Linked DNA regions of Zea mays: region 2 is linked to region 1. Evidence: chromatin contacts called from public Hi-C data. All regions are on one chromosome and are shown on one strand. The core of a region is the stretch at or near the end of the contact, and the rest is flanking DNA. Distances in the headings are between cores, read along the strand shown. Region 1 holds the start of LOC100192025. Region 2 holds the start of LOC100283759 (dof zinc finger protein MNB1A).

Region 1 (5,316 bases), core at 1,343-3,842:
TAACATCTACGCCTGGCCCCCTTCTTCCTTCCAAACCACCAAATAGCAAAGAATTCCTCCCCAAAAAAACAAATGCAAGATCGGAACGAATCAGCCTGAAAGCATAAGCATACATTGAGGCTGACCCGTCGTGACGCAGATCAAGACCACAGCTTTTAGCTCGAAATGGGCCAGATGCCGTGCCGGCCTGTTCCCATTTCTCTTCTGTTTTGTAAGATGCGTCGCCGAATCCAGTTCGTGTCGTGTCTGCACTTCGGTCATCAGCTTCTCCAATCTCCATGCCAGCTCTCAAAACCAGACTTATTGATACTAAAATGGAAACTCGAACCAGACCATTTAATATCGGAACAAACCATCAGGAGAACACAACAGCATATAAAAGTAAGCGAAACCCAGATTAAAGGAAGATGAATACCAAATTTGCGTTTCGTAGATTATCCACCAACATAAAGACCTTTGATTCGTAAGTGAAGAGAACAATCTCATCCAAATCAAGTCCAAGCCCAGCATCGAAATAGCAAACATAAAACTGCAAATCCAATCTTACATAGATACCAAAACACTAACGTGTCCGTAACTGCTTAGCTGTGGCATCAATGTCTCAGTGGTTGCTTGCAGGAACCTGATCAATTTGTCGCCAAACTATGCGCAGTTGTACTATGGATTCAGCAGTAAAATCATATAGAGAAGTTTCAATAGCTTAGCAAAACGAACCATCCCTTTGTATGTGAAGGAAGTAAGAACACATGACAATATCATGTAAAGAGTCAGTGAGTGTTGTTTACAGCCTTGTCAGGCTCTCGTAAAATATATGGCGATAAAGTCCAAATACTACACACAACAGCCCACCTAGCGAATGTCAAGGTCAATTGACTACAGGTTAAGTCATAATGGCCTTACATCTTTTGTGGTGGTCACGCCAACTTAATCCTTTTCAATTTTCTTTAACTATAAATAGGGCCACAGAAGTTTTTTGTTCTCCTGAAATATTTGCGTTGCTATGAATCAAGAAAAGTTACCAATTGCACACAAGACTGAACACAATATGAATCAGCAGCTTGAGAAGGGAATCAATGGGTATCACCTGTGCCACTATAAACAAGATGTGGAAATGTAATTTGATGCTCTAATAAACTAGACATAATATTAGAGAGTCACCAAACAACGATCAGTTAAAATGTAACATCATAATATCTAGCAAGTAGATCGTCCCATTGCATCAGGATATACAGCTGCCCTGCACCAAGATATCCAGCTAACCTCTCTGGATTTTTAGAATAAATACAGCAGGAATACGTAGTAACAACTAACAAGTATATGCCAACCTCGGTCATTTGGAAAAACTTCATGAGTCCCTCTCTTTAAGGAGAAAAAGGAAACCGATCAAAAACCATCTCTGCATCTACTGCCTCTATACTTTGCCTTTGATACGGCTGAGTAGCAACCTTGTAACCAAAGCACCCGATTCAAACCCAACCCATACATACAACATTATCAATAAAACCATACCATAAGAGCATGCAGTCACTGCCTGGTTGGCCGGTTCACGCGGCGTCGGTCCGGCCGGCTTTCCAGGACTCGTACTCCGGGTCGTCGGTGGGCAGCTCGAAGCGGCAGAGCGGGCACGAGTTGCGCACCTGGAGCCAGGGCACGATGCAGCCGTCGTGGTAGCGGTGCGAGCACGGCAGCCGCTTGACGCGCTGGCCGACCGCGACCCCGTCCTTGCACACAGCGCACTCATCCCCCTGGCCTTCCTGGCCGGCCGCGACGACGGCGGACGGGAGCGCCTCGACGGCGGATCTGGCGGCCGGGGGCTTGGTCTTGAGGAACAGCCCCTCCCCGCCTGCTACGAGCACCTCGTACGCCGCCGCCTCCTCCTCCTCCTCATCTCTGCCTCTGTGGTGGGAGGTGTACACGAACCCCTCCTCGGCGGCGGCGGGCGGCACGTCGGCGAGCACCTCCCACTCGGGCTCCGGGGCTTCCCCGGCGGCGCCCGATGGAGACGCGACCTCCTCCCACTCGAACTCCTCGGCGGGGGAGGCAGCGAGCGGATCGTCGGCGTCCTCGATCTGGAGGCAGTCCCAGAAGATGGAGGTGAGATCGCCGTCGTACTCCGCCGCCTCCGCGTCCGCGTCCGTGAACCCGAGGTCGTCGCCGTCGCCGTCGCCGCCGCGACCGGGCGCGAAGAGCGTATCTCGGAAGAGGGCTACGTCGACGGAGCGGAAAAGGCTGCGGACGCGGTCGGCCGATGCGGACGCGGATACGGAGGGGGCGGACGGATCCGGGCGGAAGACGGGGACGAAGGCATCGTCGGAGCAGTAGGACGCGCTGGGGGAGTAGGAGGCCTCCAGGGTCCGGTGGATCTCGTCGCCGGCAAGCCGGGGATGGTGGATGTGGATAGACGAGGAAGCCATGGATGCGATTGCGATGCTGGAGAGGGGAATCGAAAAAAAATCTTGTTCGACCTGGGCCTCTCTCCTCTGTGGAAGTGTTTTCGTTTCGGGAGGCATTTTTTTTCTTTTTTTTCTACATAAAACTAGAGCCCTGCAATTCTACGCATTCCGTGCGACCGCGTGCTTCCTCCATGACGTGTGGGGACACATGTTGTGGAGCCCCGCTAACAGTGGGGTGGGGGCGGAGCACGCGAGGCGCGTGGTTGGTGATCACGCGGTCTCATGGCAAGTGGGGTACGCGCTGCCAGACCCACCTGTCAGTGGTGAGATGGGATGGGTGCCGTGTGCGCAAGACGACAAGCGGCATGTCAGTGGACGATTCAGGGGCCCATTGGCTGTGTAGTGTGGAAGCGGAGCAAAGGTGGCCCGGCGGTTGCTTTGGGCTGCGGGAACGAGTGCGACAGCGACGCTGGGCTGGGAATCTTGGGATGCTGCTCGTCGCAGCAGCGTCACGGAAGCCGCTGTTGCTATTCCACTCCGGCCGGCGTTGACTAACTAGGCCATACGGGCCTTCCTGGCTTCCTACCTTCCAGGCCCAGGCCCAGTACGGAGGTGATGTATCCGCTGCATACTGGTTAGAGTTAAAGGGTCCAATTGATATATCTTGCTCCTAAATTTTTTTTAGCCTTGTGAAGCTCTATCAAACGATCGAAATTAAAAAAAAAAGTTCTTCTCACCCAATTCCAGATCCTCTTTGCTGATATGATATCTACAAATTTCTTCTCCTTGTAGGTCTGCAAGTTCTGAATGGCAACCTCATCTATTGGCTCAATAAGGTACGGAACCTAAATAAAGAAAAGGAAGAAATACCCTGAGCCAAAGCTTGAAAACTAGAAAGGACATGTCTCTCTCGTAGTCAATTGTGTCTTTACGCTAAAAAATAAAGTCAATTGTGTCTATGTCAAGTACATACTTCGATGTCTTTCTGGACCAGCTTTTCTAAGAAAGGGGCAGTCTTTTGTCACACCCGGCTTTAAGGAACAAAGTCAGGTGCATCTCATACATGCGCCAAGAAGACAACATATATAATAACAGAGTGTATAGAGATAAATGTTATAAAACATCAGAGTATTTATTACATAGCGGAAGACTTATTACAAAATAAAAGAATAAACATAAAACGAACTAAGGATCGTCGGCGCCAATGTCAACTGAGAAACGTCACCTAGATCAGATCATACTCCTCGCCTTGTGGCTCCTCCTGAACCACCTGTTCTTCTCCTGTGGGGGGTGTGAGACAACAGGGGTGAGCTCACACATGATCATAGCTCAACAAGTTGTAGGGAACCAGTGGACATAAACTCGCAAAGGTGTGGGTTCATGTGATGTGTGAGGCTAATCAATGATAGGGGTTAAAGCTGGGCATTGCTTTTAAGTAGTTGGTCAAAGTTTTATTAGCAGTTACTAAGTGTAAGTAATAGAACAAAATTAATAATAATCTCATGCAATGCAAATGACAAAATTGAATTTAAGTTCCATAATTTAAACATCAGAGAGTCCTGAGCTGCTCATGACCGTGAGCTCGGCTAGTATACCCGTTTTACACTCTGCAGAGGTTGTACCCTTTACCCACAAGTCATGTTACCCATCTGCCAAGGGGTCGCGAATCCCATACACCTCTACCTAGGAAGCGCGGCAGGGTAACACTACGAGGCCTTTACAAAGTTCCACTAGCTTCCGAAAACCCGCTACAGCTTATGGGAAGAGCACTTGCAAGAATCCCCCGTCTGACCGTCATCGCAGCAAAATCAACCCGAGAACCTCCTTGCATGCAACTCCCCTACTGCCCTTGCCCCTTTCGGGTAAGGTAGTCTTCCACTAGCTTTCCTAATTAGTCAGCCAAGGGCGTCCCATTAAACCCTTGTGGTGGCACGTGTTACTCAAGTTAAGCTCTATGTTCCAATTAACATTAATGATCTCAACATGAACATAAATAGAATAACAAAAAGAATTGGAACATAGAGGTAATAAATGATTACCCCAAAACCATATAAAGCAATAACAAACTACCCAAGTGATTCAGGGGTAAACAAGGTAATGAGATAAACAATCTAGGGTGACTTATCGGGTCCCATCAAAATTAACCTATGCATGAGTAAATGATATTAAAGAACATTATTGGGTAAAAAGTGGTCAAGGGCACAACTTGCCTTCAATGAGCTCCTGCTCAGCTACTTCAACCTGCTGCTCACCAGGATCCTCAGCAACGGGCTCTTCTACTCGCCGCAATACAAACAAGCACAATATGCAGGGAAAAATTAACATCACACCAAGCATGTGAACAAAATACACAGAAATATTCTACATATTAAAATAAAATCCTAGGAACAGGAATCATAATTTTTGGAATTATAGAATTTAAGTTATGCATTTTCAAAGGTTTTATGTGTTTTAAATAAGATTAAGTGTGAGATTAATTTTCTTACTGTTGTCATGATAAAACAGAGGCTCTAAGTGATAGATAATAAAATTACAAAATTTTAGGAACTGGAATGGAGTAATTTGGAGTTCAAATGAATTTTCTATGAATTATTGAAGTTCTAGCAATTATTTTCCTATTAAAAATCTATTTTCTCTTTCATTTATTCAATTTAAACGATCTCTGGACTGGGCCTCAATAAATGGAAAACGCAGGGGTCTCGGTGCAGTTCTTCCTAAGACTCAGATCTCAGCCGCCAGGACGGCGGGTTGGTTTCTAATAGTTTCAGGGACTCATGTGAAAATGTGACAACCGAAGGGGGTATCGAGTTACTGCAACCGTCCGATTGAAAACGGACCGCCCAGATTAGATACAATTTTAAACGAATCGGTATGAAGTCGTGGCCAACAGATCGCCAATCTACGGCCCGGATTAGACTCATCT
Region 2 (5,524 bases), core at 2,204-4,703, 220 kb after region 1:
TCTATTCGTTCATCCACACCGCTGCATTTTGCCGTTCAACGCATGGTCATCTAGAGATATAACATGCGCTAAGGGCCTGTTTGTTTACCCCAATGAATTATATAATCTAGATTATTTTTGGAGGATTATATAATCTGAGTAGTCATGTTTGTTTACCTAGATTATCTGGTGTGTTTCTGTTGGGCGGCGGGCTTCTCCGATCCGATAGGCGCAAAAACGATTCGGTAGATTATAATGGCAATGGTGGGTAATTTCTATGAAACTTGAAAGGATAGTGGGGAAGTGGGGAAAAAATAATCTGAAATAAGCATCTCCTCACTTGCTTATGGATTATCATAATCCAAGGGGTTAGATTATATAATCTGGGCAAATAAGCTAGACTGTTTGTTTGCCTCTTAGGATTATTTAATCCAGATTATATAATCTGAGGGGTAAACAAACAGGCCCTAAGGTTAGTGGACGGCGCTAGAGAACAGAAAGATAGCATCCACTGTCGGCTGCTGCAGCATCCTTTGATCGATTGGATCGCGTCAAGTGCTCCCGTTCATAGCATAGGTTTGATCGCGCCGGCGGCGGCGCGCCAAAGATGGTGCGGAGGCAGCCTGTCCGTTCCGGCCTCGTGCATGTGCGGCGACCACCGTCCACGCCATGTGCGGATGTGCGTGCGTTGGCCGTACGGACGCTCCACCCAACGCACTTCGGTGATGTGGGGACTCCTGTGCTGGAGCTGTCTGCTGTTGTGTGCCATTCTGTGTGGCGCTCCGTCTCGGACATAGAAATGATGAACGCCGATCCGATCCGACCCGTCCCGTCCGAAAAGCACCGGTTCGATGGCCCGTAATTTTGGTCCCGTAACAATTCACGGGTCAAATAAAGATTATGATTTTTTATCAAAAAACGATTTAATTCGAAAAACTCCGATGCAAAGCCAAAAAACCCGATCTAACACGTCAAACAGAATAGCACTAGCCAACCTGACCTAATCCCAATTCTAGACACGAGCGAGTATACGCTATGCTAAATTGTCCACAACCCGATGTTGATATGACCCGAACCTAACATTTGAACAGGTCTACTTCAACAATGTTGCTCCTATGACAAACCACGATAGAAGGAGAGAAGCGATTTCCCACGTCACAAGAGGAGTCACCGAGTCAGCCTCCATCAAGCAGATCACATATATAACCGTGTGAAATATTACTCCCTCCGTCCTAAAATATAGTTTTTCCTAGCCTATATTTTTCTATCCACATTCATTTAAATAATAATAAATATAGACATACATGTAAACTATATTCTTATGTTATTTAATAAATGTATGATTAGTCTAAAATGAATTATATTTTGGTACGGATGGAGTATTTTGTACGAAAGGTAACATTGTTTGTAAAGTAAATTTTAAATAAAGAATATGATATGAGACGAGATAAGAGAGCTGATGAAGCATTCGTTTTTCCCTTATGTAAGCTTGCATCTCTAATCGGAGTTCTAAACGGAGTTATATTTTGAAATACGGAGTTTTAACACTTAAACTTGAGCTCAACATTGTTCTATTTTTAAAAAACATAGTGATTTCAACACTTAAACTTTACCTTAACATGTGTTCTATTTAAAAAAAATCATAGTGATTATATGACTCGATCTCCCATATTCTAAATATAGGACTTGATATACTGGAACTCTACCCTCGACTTGTACAATGTTCTTAATATTTTTTTCTAGATAATATGATTATTCTAAAAACATAATATATGAGTCAACTATTGAGCTGCAAAAGTTTTTCTTGACTCGAAACACTTTAATCAATTTCTACTTTAATTTAATTGGACTCAAATACAAGGTTTTTTTTGTTGAAGATGCACAACACTAAACCCATCATGTCCGTATGAATACTAAGCATTACGAATAGTGTCTACCAGCATATTTTAGCACAGCGTACTTGGTCATACAAGCTGGTCGTTGGGCCCCACTGCGCAGTAGGCACCAAGGCATACAATAAGACTATCTACAACATACTTCTTATCTCACTCTTTATCCCAACAAACAGTGCAATCTCCATTATTTTATACGACTGTTTACACCGGAGGCTCAGGCTATCCGCAACAGTTACCCCTAAATTTTCCCTCCTTATATCACTTTTTCCCCCTATTTTCCTCCCTATTTTTTCATCTCCCGCAATGGTTCCCCCTAAATACTTCCCCTATATCTCACTACCACTATAAAATATCATTTTCTATACCAACTATCAATTTTTTATCTACTAACAATTACTCGTGGACCCACAACACAGTGTTAGGGGATGAACAGTGACACGCTATATCTAGGGAGAGAGAAGGGGGCCGGCGCGTAGAGGGCGCCGTAGGGGGCAACGCTGTGGCCATAGAGTGCCCCCTAAGCGCTGTATACAAGAGGAGGGGGCTGCCAAGGCTATGCGCAACGCTGCCCCTTGACAGCCCCCTCCCCTTGCATGCCGCCTGTAGGGGGCACTCTACGGTCGCAGCGGTGCCCCCTACAGCGTCCCCTACGCGCCGGCCCCCTTCTCCCTCCTCCAGATATAGTGTGTCACTGTTTATCCCCCTAAACATTGTGCTGTGGGTCCACGAGTAATTGTTAGTAGATAAAAAATTGATAGTTAATATAAAAAATGATATTTTATAGTTGTAGTGGGATATATGGGGAGTATTTAGGGGGAACTGTTGCGGGAGATGAAAAAATAGAGACAAAAATAGGAGAAAAAGTGATATAGTGGGAAAAATTTAGAAGTAACTGTTGCGGATAGCCTTCACTTGGTGGGGACACTCCTACCGTGCCTCGCCCCACTTCTAGCCTGGCCTAGCCTAACGTAGCGAAACGTAAGCATCCCATAGCCTGACGTGGCGCGCTCCAGAACCACCCGACCTAGCCGCCGGTGGCCGACACGCCGCATAGCCCCCTCCCACTCCGTGCACAGCGACCGAATAGCCCACGGGAAACTCCCCGCCGCCGCAACGTCACCGACGTGCGGGCCGGGGACCGGCTCGGCGTATGGCGCGCTGACACGTCGTCACGCGGCAGAGGCGGGGGCGCCCCGCCGCTGTCACCGATCGACCGCGCAAGAGTCCGCGCGCGCGTACAGCACGGCGGCCGGCCGGCCGGGGTCCTGTCGCCGTCGCCGTCCGTCCTGACTTCTGGTTCTCTCAATTTCAAAACCGACGCACCGCATGCTGTACGGGGCTGGGTTGGCCACTAGCAGCGCTGACGCGGCGGGCCCACGGGAGGTCGCGTCGATTCGCAGCAGCGCGCCGCCCCCCTCCCCACCACCACGTCAAGCGGCGTGGGCTTCCGCCCCTCCCTGCCCGCCGCGTGGGCCCCCACTCGCGTCCTGTAACCGGGATAGCGTGAGCACGTCGCTATCGTCCGTAACGGCGACCGCGACCATAAGAGAGGAGGCAAAGCCAGCCCCCGGCGGGCGGTAACCGCCCCCCTCCTTTCAACTCGCTCGCTCGTTCGCCTTCCATCTTTCTCCCTCTCTCGGCAGTCTGCAGCAGGCCAGCGCCGTCGCGCATGCAGGAGGCGTCATCGGCGGCGGCGGGGGCCGAGCCCGGCCGTCGGGCGGCGCAGCATCAGTTCGCCGGCGTGGACCTCCGGCGGCCCAAGGGGTACGCGCCGCCGGCGCCGGCGGTGAGCGAGGGGGACCCGTGCCCGCGGTGTGCGTCGCGGGACACCAAGTTCTGCTACTACAACAACTACAACACCTCCCAGCCGCGCCACTTCTGCAAGGGCTGCCGCCGCTACTGGACCAAGGGCGGCACGCTGCGCAACGTCCCCGTCGGCGGCGGCACCCGCAAGAAGCCCTCCTTGTCGTCGTCGTCGTCGTCGTCCTACGCGGCCGCCGCGGACGCCGACAGGCAGCCCAAGAAGAAGCCCGCCAGCAAGAAGCGCCGCGTCGTGGCGCCGGCCCCGGAGCTCGCCGCCGCGGCCGACCCAGGCAAGACGGCACCCACCACGACGACGACGACGACGACGACGAGCGAGATCACCACGGAGACTGGCGCGCTGGAGGACTCCGACTCCCTGGCGCACCTGCTGCTGCAGCCCGGGACAGAGGACGCGGAGGCCGTCGCGCTCGGGCTCGGCCTCTCCGACTTCCCCTCCGCCGGGAAGGCGGTGCTGGACGACGAGGACTCGTTCGTGTGGCCCGCCGCGTCGTTCGACATGGGCGCGTGCTGGGCCGGCGCAGGGTTCGCCGACCCGGACCCCGCATGCATCTTCCTCAACCTCCCGTGACAGCCACAGACGGTCACGGCGCCGAGGCGTACGTCCTCCTGCTTTGCTCTGCTCTGCGCCTGATGATGAGTGCAAGGAAATGGAGCGCTTTGATTCTTCTGCTATTGGTTGCATCTGCTAATTGATTTAGCAGTGGTGGTAAGGTACACGCACGACGAGCTGACTGCGTGGTTCTTGGCTTGGGCCTTAGTATATGATGATGATGATGATACTAGTTGTATGTGTGACGTGAGAGACGATCGCGACGACGACCTTGAATTTTAGTTTCTGAGATGAGAAAGGTCAACTAGTGGCCTCTGTATGACTTTAGTTTTACTCATGAACTCATCAGATGGCTGGCTATGGCTGTGGCTGTGGCTAACTCATCGTCAAGTGTTTCTACCGGCTGCCTATAAACTAGACTGAGCTCTTGTTGGTCTGGGATTCTTCCTTGTTCTTATGATAAAGTTCTGTTGTGCTGTCATGCTTGTTTTCTTCTTTTCTGTGAAGAAAAGATCATGGGGAAAAAACATTCTAAATTCGTCTTCCTCGGCTCTCAATCTCATGGTGCGCGCGCGCGCGCGCGTGCTGTGTGTCCCAGAGCCAGAGTCGCAGGGGAGCATGGATGCTGAAAGCTGTAGTTAGCACTCGCCGCCATAATCGATCCGCCGGCCGGCGACGGCGATCGTGGTGCTGATCGGTTGGCATGGCATGGCATGGCAGGCACGTCTGCTGCGACTTTGTCGCGGCAAGACGATTCGCCGGGCGGGGCGCTCGGTTCCGTTCCAGTTCCAGGCGTCGGAAGAACATTGTCAGCGTCCGTCGATGCCCGGCGGCGGTGGTCGTGCTCCACTCCTGCGGTCCTGCCTGTCGTCGTGACGCTCGCATCGCATTCGGATTCGCATCCAACCAATCCAGTGCAGGTGGGTTTGTCATGATTACGAGCCGAGCAGTGTAGACCGTCCGGCGTCCAGGCCAGCGGGCAACGCCACGCGGCGGGGGGGCATCCGGTTCCCGACGCCATCATTTTCGCCCGCCGAAGCCTGCCCGCCCGCCCGCCGGCGCCGAGTGCGACTGCGGTCCCAGAAAGGAACCCATTGCTAGGCGGCTCAACCACTGCGAATCTTCGATGATCTTCGACGGGCCGGGAACAAGTACACCTACGCCCACACGCCCAGTGGCCGCGCGGCCTGGTGTTCCGGTTGCACGTCGACGTCCGCCATCCACATCTATGGTGGATCGTCGGTGAGCCCGAGGCGTCGGCACGGGTCGTGGCGGG

What was found. A called contact is a pair of places that touch in the nucleus more often than the background predicts.
Region 2: a contact with region 1 is called in a Hi-C map of bundle sheath, with 2.2 times the contacts expected there. The contact joins the promoter of LOC100283759 here to the promoter of LOC100192025 in region 1. A contact is called at or near these places in 3 of 25 Hi-C or Micro-C datasets (bundle sheath, endosperm and leaf).

Annotation. Positions count from the first base shown.
Region 1 is chr1:186,701,208-186,706,523 of Zm-B73-REFERENCE-NAM-5.0, forward strand. It overlaps LOC100192025, which reads right to left and starts at 2,593. Exons shown (of 1, transcript NM_001137448.2): 1 at 1,149-2,593. The coding sequence starts at 2,510. The coding sequence ends at 1,545.
Region 2 is chr1:186,916,779-186,922,302 of Zm-B73-REFERENCE-NAM-5.0, forward strand. LOC100283759 (dof zinc finger protein MNB1A) reads left to right here and starts at 3,454. Exons shown (of 1, transcript NM_001156658.1): 1 at 3,454-4,685. The coding sequence starts at 3,544. The coding sequence ends at 4,266.